Linked DNA regions of Mus musculus: region 1 is linked to region 2. The links are chromatin contacts, called in public promoter capture Hi-C maps. All regions are on one chromosome and are shown on one strand. The core of a region is the stretch at or near the end of the contact, and the rest is flanking DNA. Distances in the headings are between cores, read along the strand shown. Region 1 holds the start of Ercc6 (excision repair cross-complementing rodent repair deficiency, complementation group 6). Region 2 overlaps Parg (poly (ADP-ribose) glycohydrolase).

The links. Promoter capture Hi-C pulls out the DNA fragments that hold promoters and counts their contacts.
Region 1: a promoter capture Hi-C map of embryonic stem cells shows a contact between it and region 2, with 2.3 times the contacts expected there. The contact joins the promoter of Ercc6 here to the enhancer-like site in region 2. A contact is called at or near these places in 5 of 39 promoter capture datasets (the 3T3-L1 cell line, embryonic stem cells, hippocampal neurons and 2 more), 1 of 115 datasets of contacts at active chromatin or transcription factors (embryonic basal ganglia) and 3 of 9 other capture datasets (adipose tissue, liver and pancreatic islet).

Annotation. Positions count from the first base shown.
Region 1 is chr14:32,509,144-32,514,808 of GRCm38.p6, forward strand. It overlaps Ercc6 (excision repair cross-complementing rodent repair deficiency, complementation group 6), which reads left to right and starts at 4,378. Exons shown (of 21, transcript NM_001081221.2): 1 at 4,378-4,456.
Region 2 is chr14:32,265,057-32,270,951 of GRCm38.p6, forward strand. All of the region lies in intron 13 of Parg (poly (ADP-ribose) glycohydrolase), which reads left to right. It also overlaps the pseudogene Gm7707. Among named protein-coding and RNA genes, the nearest start is that of Ogdhl, 54 kb to the right of the region's middle. Within about 2 kb of position 4,070, at least 6 of the 459 cell types and tissues checked have an H3K27ac peak or open chromatin away from gene starts, as enhancers often do. A contact at or near this core is called in embryonic stem cells, where this site is marked.

The DNA of each region.
Region 1 (5,665 bases), core at 3,128-5,627, 240 kb after region 2:
AGAACATTCCATCTGTAGATCTGTTCCCCTGATATGGTACCTTGTTGGGAGCTCCTCAGAGCCTAGCTGCCAACATAGGAACGCTACCAGCCTCTCAACTTTTCTGTTAGGAGTTTCTCAGCTTGGCCTTAGACTTTTAGGTCATTAACCCTCCAGACCAGGAAAACAAGGACTGGGACGTGGGGGCTGTAATGATTGGTCAGAGAATGGGTCCTGAGCCACATCTCTGACCCTGGGAGAAGACGTGGCATCCTGAGCTGCTGGCAAAGTCATTAGTAAATAAACATTTACCTCGTTTTTAGAAGATTGTTCCTGAAAGAGTTAAATCAAAAGGGCATGCTAGGTGCAGGACAGCTATGTGCTCTAGAGACTTGAGAAATAGTCTAAAGCGTGTCTGAGATGTAGCCAGGCCCAGTGGGCCCTTTGGCCATTGTCACTCTCATTCCTTGAGAGTGTTCTCTGCTTCACACTTTGTTTAACTATGTTCTATATGAATGTTCTAAATTCTTTTCATGCATATCACAAGGACTGGGAAGTTAAGTGGACTTCAGACCAAGCCCCCTGGGGCTGTGTTACCAAGAATGATTAAGCAAGCTTTGCAATTCCTTTTTCTCTCACTTGGGGCTCAAAGTGGGAAGTGACACATCACTACATGAATAAGATATGTCACTAGGGGCACTGAGATCCCCTTTTGGGGGTTAATAAAAGAATTTTGAAACAGACTCCAAAGCCGGGCGTGGTGGCACAAGCCTTTAATCCCAGCACTCGGGAGGCAGAGGCAGTCGGATTTCTGAGTTCGAGGCCAGCCTGGTCTACAAAGTGAGTTCCAGGACAGCCAGGGCTATACAGAGAAACCCTGTCTCGAAAAACCCAAAACAAAAACAAGAACAAAAACCAGAAACAAACTCCAAAGGAAGGTTGAGGGCAGTGTAAGAGAAAAACGTCAGGGCAGGAAAGCTACTAACCTAGTCACTACTGTGAGAAGGGAGATGAAAAAGAGGGAGAGAGAAAGCCATATTGTTTGTACTGGAAGTCCGCAATTCACCACATGGCTTAGATGGGGCAAGGGAATGAATGGCAAAGCCCAGATGTCAGGGAAATTATGGCCGGGCTTTGCCAGTATCCCAAAGGAAAAGAGAAAAGACAAGGAAGTGTGTGGGCCACACGGCGGGAGCTCTGTGAGTGAATGGAGAGAAGGGTTCCCTCAAGTCTAACCATATACTCATTAAGGGGAGAGTTGGCCATCTTCTATCACGGTGAATCAGGCCACCCCAGGTTTCTTGGCCAGGTGATTGATGGGCCCGTCTGGATGAACTTTTAAGGTGGGAGACAATGTATCTAATGCTCTAGATTTAAGGTGGGAGACAATGTATCTAATGCTCTAGATTTAAGGTGGGAGACAATGTATCTAATGCTCTAGATTTAAGGTGGGAGACAATGTATCTAATGCTCTAGATTTAAGGTGGGAGACAATGTATCTAATGCTCTAGATTTAAGGTGGGAGACAATGTATCTAATGCTCTAGATTTAAGGTGGGAGACAATGTATCTAATGCTCTAGATTTAAGGTGGGAGACAATGTATCTAATGCTCTAGATTTAAGGTGGGAGACAATGTATCTAATGCTCTAGATTTAAGGTGGGAGACAATGTATCTAATGCTCTAGATTTAAGGTGGGAGACAATGTATCTAATGCTCTAGATTTAAGGTGGGAGACAATGTATCTAATGCTCTAGATTTAAGGTGGGAGACAATGTATCTAATGCTCTAGATTTAAGGTGGGAGACAATGTATCTAATGCTCTAGATTTTGGAGCAGATCCGGATGTAACCCATCTTCAACATGAAAATCCAGAAATATAGTTTCAAAGTTCTTTAAGAAATGAGTGTTTATAGTTTCAGTCATAGCGTTGCATAGAGCTTCCAGGAAGGGGTGCAGGTTAAGGAGAAGAGAAATAAGGAAAAAAAAAAAAAAAAAAAAAGCAACAAACAAACCCAGGCCTCCCTTCTTACATCCTGACTTCTGGCAAAAATATTTTGGCTTAAACAATTGTGGCATATTTGGCCTCTGACAAGGATGAAGCTACTGACAGGACCAAGGACATTTTTAGCTTTTAGCTGAGAATCTCCGAGTAGAGCACTTGAAGGTAAAATTCCTGTCTCTTCTCATTGGCTTTTGTAAGACACAGGTAGCACAGACCAAATTCTGGTTCTAGAGACTGGTGTCTGTAGTACTCAGGTGGGCACAGGAGCCATCCTCTTACCATAAACTACTTTCCTCCTCCTCTTTTGATTTTTCAAGCCAGGGTTTCTCTGTGTAGCCCTGACTATTTTGGAACTTGCTCTGTAGAGCAGCTTGGCCTTGGACTAAGATTCCCTGCCTATGCTTCCCAAGAGCTGGCACTAAAGGCACGAGCCACCATGCCTGGGTCAGCTGTGGGTTTTCATGTTGGGCAGGGTTGTTAGGTGATACAGTTAGGTCTTCCATCAGACCTATGTAAGAAACTTCACAAGCACAGCAGTGGTTCCAACTGTGTTGTTAATACCCCGGTACAGTTAGGAAACGAAGTCCTTGACGGGCACCTGGGTAAAGACACAGGTATAGGCGAGAGCAGAGATGGGGAAGAGCGGGCTCGGAGACCACTGCCAGGGGAAATGATCCCATCCCTCTAGGCACAGGCAGGGGTTTTATAATTTAGCTTTATAAGCTTGAGGAGTAGACCAGGAGAAGGAGAACAGAGATAATGTTCATGCCTGGAGTTCAGAGGACAAGGTGTGGGAGTTGGTTCTCTCCTTCTACCATGTGGGTCCTGAAGACAGGATTCAGGTCCTGAGGTTTGGTGGCCACCTGGTCAGCTCAAGCCTGGTTTTACTTCTACCCAAGGTATCTCCAGAGTTACCTTATAATCTGATTTACTAGGAGAAGGATAATAGGAGGGGTGGTGTGTGCAGAGAATTCTTAGCAATCTCTTGAGATGTAATATTTATTTGGCTAATGCTATGACAGTCGTGGCTCTCTGAGAAGCACGAATATATGTGTGTTTCACTTGCTTCGCAGAGCCCCTCCTTTCCTTAACCTTTGAGCTTAAGCCCTGATTAAAATGTCTTTAATGAAATCTTTTGACTCTGCTTCATAAACTGGCGGGTTGCTGGGGATGGCAGTGAGGAGCCTCTCACTACTGCCCCCCAAAGTTTTGTGCCTTTACACTGGACTTCGTGCCAAGGACCCTGACAATTCCACCTTCTCTATTCTTGGCATTTCTGGGCTAATTAGTTCCCAGTTTAATTCAGCTACCTCTTGGGAAACTGGGCTTTTTCTTTGTAAATTCTCACCTAAGCGAGACCACCTCCAGGATTCTTGGTTGGGTAAAGAATGTTACTACTTGGCTTAGATAGTTAATATTAGTTAACAAGTATTAAGTGACTTAATGTAGTTAAGCCATCTGTTGTAGACCTGCATGTTGTACATGCACTCAGGTGCTCTGCCCAGGTCTTGGGGTGGTGTTGGTGAGCGGTCATAAAGGTACGTTTTCCTCTTCGGTTTTAAGATGTGCCAGATGACTAAGGCGGTGAGGTGAGGATGTCAAAGCAAAGGATTTGAGCACCTTTAGCTAGTCACTCATTGGCAGACTCCCTTTTCTTTCTCTAAAAATGATTTCTGAGTTCGAGGCTAGCCTGGTCTACAAAGTGAGTTCCAGGACAGCCAGGGCTATACAGAGAAACCCTGTCTCGAAAAACCAAATTTAAAAAAAAAAAAAAAAGAAAAGAAAGAAAGTTTGGTTTCAGACCCAGGGACAAGGGACTGAGATGCGTATTTTACATATCAAAGCCTCCAGGTTTTCCCAGCATCCTTCAGTCCGTACCTGGCATACCATGTCTCAGTCCCTACCTGGCATACCCTGCCCCATAACCCTGAACTTCCCAGCCCAGGGCCTGGGCTGCCCTTCCCTCAGAGGTTCCTCCCAAAAAAATCCAGGCATTTTGCTCTCTCCTTCTCTCTCTACGCATACACGACCCCCACCCCCACAATGGCGACTTCAACCCTTGGGGCCAGTGAACTCGACAGACAACCGCCTTCCAATAAACCTGCCTTTAGTATAATCTGGTTTAAATTGGCTTATTTCACCGGTGGTGACGGAGAAATAACTTATTAATATCTTTTAATTCATAAAACTAGATAACATTTGTCAAGAATGATACAAGCCGCTCAAATGGCTACAGACTGACCACACAGTCCAACCTAGCCCAGGACAAAGGCCACGCGCGGCTCCCTTTGGTCAACGCACGTGGCAAACCCTTGCTTACAAACGGCTCAGCAAGGCGCAGGCGCCGTTGGTCCTGCCCGCCCCCAGAGGCGGTGCTTAGCACAGGCCTAGGGCGCATGCGCTAAGGTTTGTCTCAACGCTCCGTCGCGGCGGTAGCGACGAAGAATTCGTTTGGGCAGCCGCGTGGTTCTGGGTGAGTGTTCGGCAGCCGGACAGAAGGCCGGGTGAGAGTACTTGCGCCTCGGGCTCTCCATGAGGCTGTGGCCCCGCGCCGTGGGCGTCTAGCCTTCTGCGGCGGAGCCCGTCCGAGCGAGCCGCGGCTTCGCCCGTGGGCCGGATATCTTCCGGCAGGCGCACCTGAAACCGGAAGTGACGTGTGGCGCCGGCTCTCACCTGAGCGGAGGGCACGGGGCAGTGGGGGCGCGGACCAGCCCCTTGCATTTGCTTCTGGGTTTGTGAATGGGGCCCGGCGTGCAGGGCCTACAGGGCTCTGGTGGGTCTGGATGACGATGATGGTGTCCTTGAGAGGGAGAGTCAGGGTGGTGCATACCCGGCGCCTTCCGTAAGATGCAAAGTTGAGTGGGAGGGACAGAGCTGTAAGTGCTGTAACCCGGTACCCTTCGCGGTGTCATCTTCACCGCTGTCCTTCTCTTCCGAGCCCTCTCGTCTTTTTCCTCCTGACTTCATCCTATTAGCACTGCACTGCTATTTCTCTGTTATCCAAAACTGGTCTTTTACGAGCATTAATTGGGTCCTGCTGTTGTCACGCATCCTTAAACTTTTTGAGAGCCATTTCAGTGAAATATAATTTAAGAGCATACCCCCCCACCCCCCGCCCCCGGACCCGTGTAACTTGTCCCTTCTCGCTTCAACACCGTACTTATGTACAGATAACTCTCCAGACCCTAATCCAGCTTGGTTGTGGCCGTAGAAAACCCAAGTCACAAGTCTGGTTTCCTAGCTTTGTAACTTTTAGATGTTTCTGGAACGACTGAAAGATTTACACAGCGAGCAATACTATAATCAGCTCTTGAATTTTGGTTACAAAGTTCTCACTGAGTTCCAGCCTTTATTCATTATCTCATTTCGAGATGCTAACTCTGCTTTTGACCTTGATCAAATCTCATTAATCTTTTAGAGTGACACTTTGTCAGAGAGGCCACCTCACACCTTACCTTCACAGTTTTACTTAGGTCTCTCTTAATTGCCGAGTTATGTAACTTCTTTTTATGGCCATCACCACAGTTGCCCTTGTATATATCTATACTAAAGCCATTTTTTCTTTAAATGCCTGGCCTCCCAGGGGACTAGGGGGAACTGCCTCATGCCTCATTTGATTGAGTCAGTAATTTTGTCAGTGTGTGATTTAGTTCACCTCTGAAACTTTAGTGCTTTGATCAAA
Region 2 (5,895 bases), core at 2,820-5,319:
GGGAGTTGTGATCGGGATATAAAGTAAATAAATAGTTTAATTAAAAACTTGATTAATAAACCTTGGTAAACTGCTGGGCATTTAAATCCAAAGCTAGTTTCTTTCATTTACTTACGGTAAACTCATTTCATTCTCTTATGGTAGGAAAAGAATCTTATCTGCCATTAATGTTACAGTAAGTAAGGGATATACCTTTTCCTGGCTATATTAGAAGGAAAACATTAGCATGGTCTCTCTGTCTCTCTCCCTCTTGCCTCTACCTTTCTGATGCTTAAGATAGCTTGTCCCCAACCTACAAAAGGACCACTCAGGAATCGTCAGTGACCTCTGACTTACCTGAAGCTATTGTAAAATGAATGGAAAATTGTAGATTTGTGACTTCCCTTCAGATTTGTGATGACCTCAAGCTAAGGACATTTGGGGTGACTTTTAACTCAGCATTTTTTCCCACATGCACTTAACTTTATTACAGTGCTTCCTAATTAATATCTGTGATGTGATGTTCCCTTAATGGAAATGACCATTTCATCATCTACTTGGTATCTGGACTTCTGCCAGCTCCCTTCTTAGGAGACTCTTAACCGTGCACTGTAATTTATCTGCCTGATCAATTCCGTTCCTTCAGTGATGCGGCTAAGCTCGGTGACTTAATGGCTGTGACTGTGCTGCCTGAATCTGTAGAAGAGTTTGGAGAAATTGGAAATAAATTAAATTTGTCATCATTGTGGGACATCTGGTTGCTATCAGACTTTTAAATGAATATGAAACAGGTCCTGCAACCAGGCAGATACTTTTGTTCAGACAGTGTTATTTCTGTTTGCAGTGATTCACCCTGTAGTAGCTATGAGTTCCAGTACAGATGGACTAAAAGAATGAAACATCTAGAATACAGCTTCAGTATCGAGTGTTAAGGATCTCTTACAGGGTTCTCCTCTTGGTTCTGTTTGTTGAGCACATAAAACAGATAGATGTCTACACATACCTACAGATGAAACTTGGTTAGCAGAGGAATAGTTAATTTACCTAAGGACCCCCCCCCCCCGCCCCCAGCAGTGAGGCAGATCATCATGACTGTCTGCTCAACTGGATATCGTTGGTCAGCAGAATAGAATAATCAGAAGTAAACCATTCTATGCCATCTTTGTGAGATAGAAAGTGAGGGCCACCACTGCTACAGAAACAACCCATTGCTAAGTGACTCCAGACTATTGGAGAGATCTGAGTTCAATTGGAGTTTTCTTGAGTGTTTAGAGATCAATGTTTTTATGCCGGTTATCTTTACAAAATATTTACTAACTGAAGGCTGAGGGCAAGGGTGGTGTTGCATCTATTCCATGGTCACAACTGTGAGGGATGCTAAATGGAGTAGAATAGGTGGCATTTGTGTAAACTGCCTGTCCCAGAGTACAGCCCACTGACTGACAAAAGTAGAATTTGTTAGTTTCCTAATATGTTCCCCAATTCACTATAAACTTGTGTTAATAGTAAGAGAAAGTAGAAACACTTCTGACTAAGTATAATACTCTAATACTGCCATGAACTCAATAAACCACAGTTTATTTAATTAGGTGTGGGGGTGATATACAAGGATGAATATACAATCAATAGGTCTTAAATCTCTGTTCCATGGACTATCTCCATCTTCCTGCTTACTAGCAGTACAAGGCAAGCTGAGGTTTAGTTAAACATTCTTTATAATGACCTCTTCAGAGAAAATTAGAATACAAATAGCACTAGGCATTTAGTAAATTAAGTCACAGGCCTAGAAGTTCAGCTGTGTAGTTTGGAAATCTAATGTCAAAGGGTTCCTGAAACCTTAAGACTGAGTGATCTGTCGTGTCTCCAACACGTCTTCAACTGCCTTAAGAGAGTATTTGGTTTCCTTCTTACTTCAGCCTGCAAACTGATAAGCCCTGTTTTTGATTAGCAACCTAACTAGCATATTTGATGTTGCCTTTTTCATTTTTGCACTTGCTTTTGGATTAGAAGCAGTATGATTTGCAGACATGTAAAGGCCAAACAGAGCTCTCATGTTTCTATTGTTTAGGTTCAGTGCCTGTGCAAAATACTTTCTTGAAACCTCGACGTTTTCAAGTCCACCTTGGGTGTATTTGATTTCTACATACTGTTGACAGTATACGTGGTTATGTGGATTTGTCATCATCAGCTCCTCTAAGCAAACGGCTACTTTGGCATAGTCATGTTCATTGATACAAAGTTCTGCAGGTTCATGCCGGGCTTCTTGGTCTCCAGCAAACTGTTCCAGATACTCATCCAGCTCTCCAGTGGCCTCCACGTTTTTCCCCTGGGCTTTTTGAATGGCAATCTTACGCTTTCTGGCAGCAGTGTTAGTTGGATCTTCTTGCAAAATTCGATCATACAGTTGTATAGCATCGTCATATCTTTCCATAGCTTCAAATCGAATGCTTGTTAATTGTTTAACTCTGTGACTGCCAGGGAATTGTCTTCTTAAGTCCTGAAGACAAAACAATGCCAAGTCATCCCGACCTTAGTCTAGGACTGCAATCGTCACCCCAAGCTTAGAAGCATAATCACTAATTAATTCTTCTCCAACCTCCATAATTTGTTCCTGTTTCTTGAGTTTTCTTCTCGCCGTTTTCTCATTTTATCTCACATTTATTCCTAAGTCACATCGTAACGCTCAGTGACCTTCGCCATCTTCCTAGAACCCAGATGCGGCGGGGAGAGAGCTGCCATGAACTCTTGACGGGATTTTTCCTTAAGTGAAGGATATTTGGCCTAATAGTCTGTTTCATTTTAGGTGGAAACTTAACAATTGTTATTTTATAGTTTTCAGCTATTTTGCTTTTAAAAGACAAAACATATGTTTGCATAATTGCAAGGTTATAGTAGGCAGCCTTTTGCTGTTATGAACAGGAAAGGGGAGACTTGTCTACTTCTAGACAGAAAGCATCATCAGGGGCATTCCTGTAGACGATTTGTTTGCTCTACTGCTTTGCAAAGTTAAGGTCATTGACATGGTTTGGAAGGAGTTTTCATTTGTCTTACTTAGTTTTCTAAGTGATTCATGGGATTAAAAAAAAAGTGAGCACTATTAATAACCCTGAGTTTCAGATGATGGTTAGCCAGGGTCACATGACCAGTAAGGATTCACCTGTGGGTCCCATGTTTCCTAATGTCAGTTGGTGCTTTTTACCACACTGTGCTATCTGTGAAGATGTGGCTTTCTTTTCTGAGACATTGTCTTATGTGTCATCAAGGCTGCTCGCAAACTCCCAGCAGTGTCTTTGCCTCTGCCTTCAGAGCCGCTGCCTGGCTGTGAGTGTGAGCGTCTAAAGAGTCCATTGTGTGTCCCTGTAGAGTACTTCTGAACTTACTATTTTAACTTCAGTTAGTGTGGTGCTTTCTGTTTCATTTGCTTTGTGTGTGCTCTGTGCATGTGAACATACAAGAGCATCCAGCTATACTTACAGGTCTGAACAAGAAATGTCAAGGACATTAGACTTGTTTTCTTGGTTTGTAGCATAAAAAAATTCAAAGTAAATTTATGGGAACTAAGATATAAATTACTTTAAAATTATTTTGACAGGTGGTATGCTAAACAATACATTAGAAACTGCAGTACTTAACCTTTATTATGGGAAATTATAAATCATATACTAAAAATAGAGTAATTTTCATAATGTTACATTCATATGCCTTTTTGCATGCATATAATGTATTTTGAAGAAACTCCAAACTTACTGAGTTATCACAAGAAAAACATATTGAATTTTAGGGTCTTACTTTGTAACTCAGGCTGTCCTTGAATTCAGGATCCTTATGTTTCAACTTCCTGAGTTAGCATTGCAGGTGTGTGTCACCACACCCAGCTTCATATCTGTAAAAATTTACCAGCGTACCTCTTTTCCTCTCCATTTTCTTTTCCTCGATATTTAAGAGTATATTAAAGACATTAGTCCCCTTTACTCCTAAATATTTTATCATGTATTTCCTAAAGATCAGTGAGTCCACCTACTGAGGGTTTGGGGTGTGTAGCGGCTTTGTGCTTTGTGCTAACTAGGATCCACACCCCTCTGTGTGAGCTCCCTGGCTCTGGGCTTTATCCTGAGTAGCATCTGCTGCTCTGTGGAAGCCCCACTGGGTTTGTATTGTCCTGGTCATTTACTTTTGGACTGTTTACCTTCGAGTGTCTATTTGTTTTCAGAAAGAGTCTCACTGTGGGCTAAGTAGCCTCAAATTTGTGGTGATCCCCAGCTTCTTCATGAGACACTATGCCAGGCTTAATTTTAAGTTTATTATGGGCTTGTGTCAGCTCAGCCACAGCCTCTGTGTAATCAAACACTGAATTCATATGTTCCTATAAAGATAATTTGTAGATGTGATTAAAAGTCCACAGTAGTTTAGTTAAGACTTAAGAAGGGACGTTATTTGCCTCGTTCTGTGAGGGTCTAGTTCAGTCAGTTAAGAGAGAAGCTTCCCAGAAGAAATCCTCTTCTGGACAGTGGCACTGCCAGCTTGCTAAAGCTGTTTATTTAGCCCCAGAGTTGTGTGAGCCAAGTCCTTGCAGTGAATCTGATTGCTTCTGTTTCTTTGGTTTCCCTGTGACTGATGCGTAGCTCTTGTGAGTAAGCCTGCTATGAACATTCCTCTGAGCAATTCTTTACGTTATTTTTATTTCATGTGTTTGGGTACTTTGCCTACATCTATGCCTGTATGCCACTTGTATGCCTGAGCTTGCAGTGGCCAGGAGAGGGCATCGGATCCCCTAGAACTGGGGTTTTGAGGTGCTGTGTGAGGGTTAGGAATTGACTTTGAGTCCTCTGGAAAAACAGGCAATGCTCTTGATCACTGTTGCCCCTACTGTACAATTCTTATTGGTATACATCTTTGTTTTCTATCGGTAAAAACCTACATGTGACATTTCCAGCTCAAACTGTTCATGTTTAATTTATAAGAAATACCAGACTTTTCAAAATTATTGTGCCATGTGTTTCACCAGTAGTGCGAGATTTCTGCTTATCCTATTTCCTTATCAGCCCTTGGTGTAACCTTTTCATTGTTTGCTTGGTTGCTTGTGTTTGTTTGGGTTTTTGTTGTGGTTTGAGACAAGGTCTCATCTTGTAACTCTGGCTGGCCGGCAACTCACAAAAATTCACCTGCCTCTGCTTTCCAACAAGAATTAACACATGGCTTCTCTTGTGGCCATTTCTGTTTCAGCCATACATTGAGATTTATTATGGTATCTCACTCTGGTTTTAATGTGATTGCTAATGACTGATAATGTTAAGCATTATTTCATAAGATGTTTGCCAACTTCGTACTTTCCATATGAGGTATACATTCATGATTTCTGCCCATTTTTGTAAATTGAGTTGTGTTTTACTTATTTCGTGTTATTTTTCTTAGCTGGGGTCTAAACATGGGGCCTTATACATGCTGGAAAGGAGTCTATCTCTAAACCCCCTTAGCACCTGCTTGTTTTTATGATTAGTGTTTGAGACTTCTTCAATATTCTGGAATAAGTCCTTGTCAGATACCTGTCATGTGAGTATCTTTCCTCTAAGCCTGCTTTTCCTAAAAATGTTTTATTGACAGTAACTTGAATTTTGATCCAGTATAGTTTTTGTTTCATTTATAAGTCTTGTGGTCACTGCTTTTTTTCTATCCAGTTCAAGAAATCTTTGGCTAAATACATACAGTGAAGCTGTCTCATGAGTAGGTTTGTTTTCGTTTTGAGTTTGTTTTTGAGTCTCTCATGCTCCAGTTGGAACTCCTGATGGTCTAGCCTCGACCTTCTAAGTGCTGAGATTAGGGATGTCCTCATTTTATGTTTTATGTTTGTGTTTGTCCTCCGTCTCAAATGCTTATTCATGATGTAGTTATTCATGAGGTCTGTATTTTTATATAATC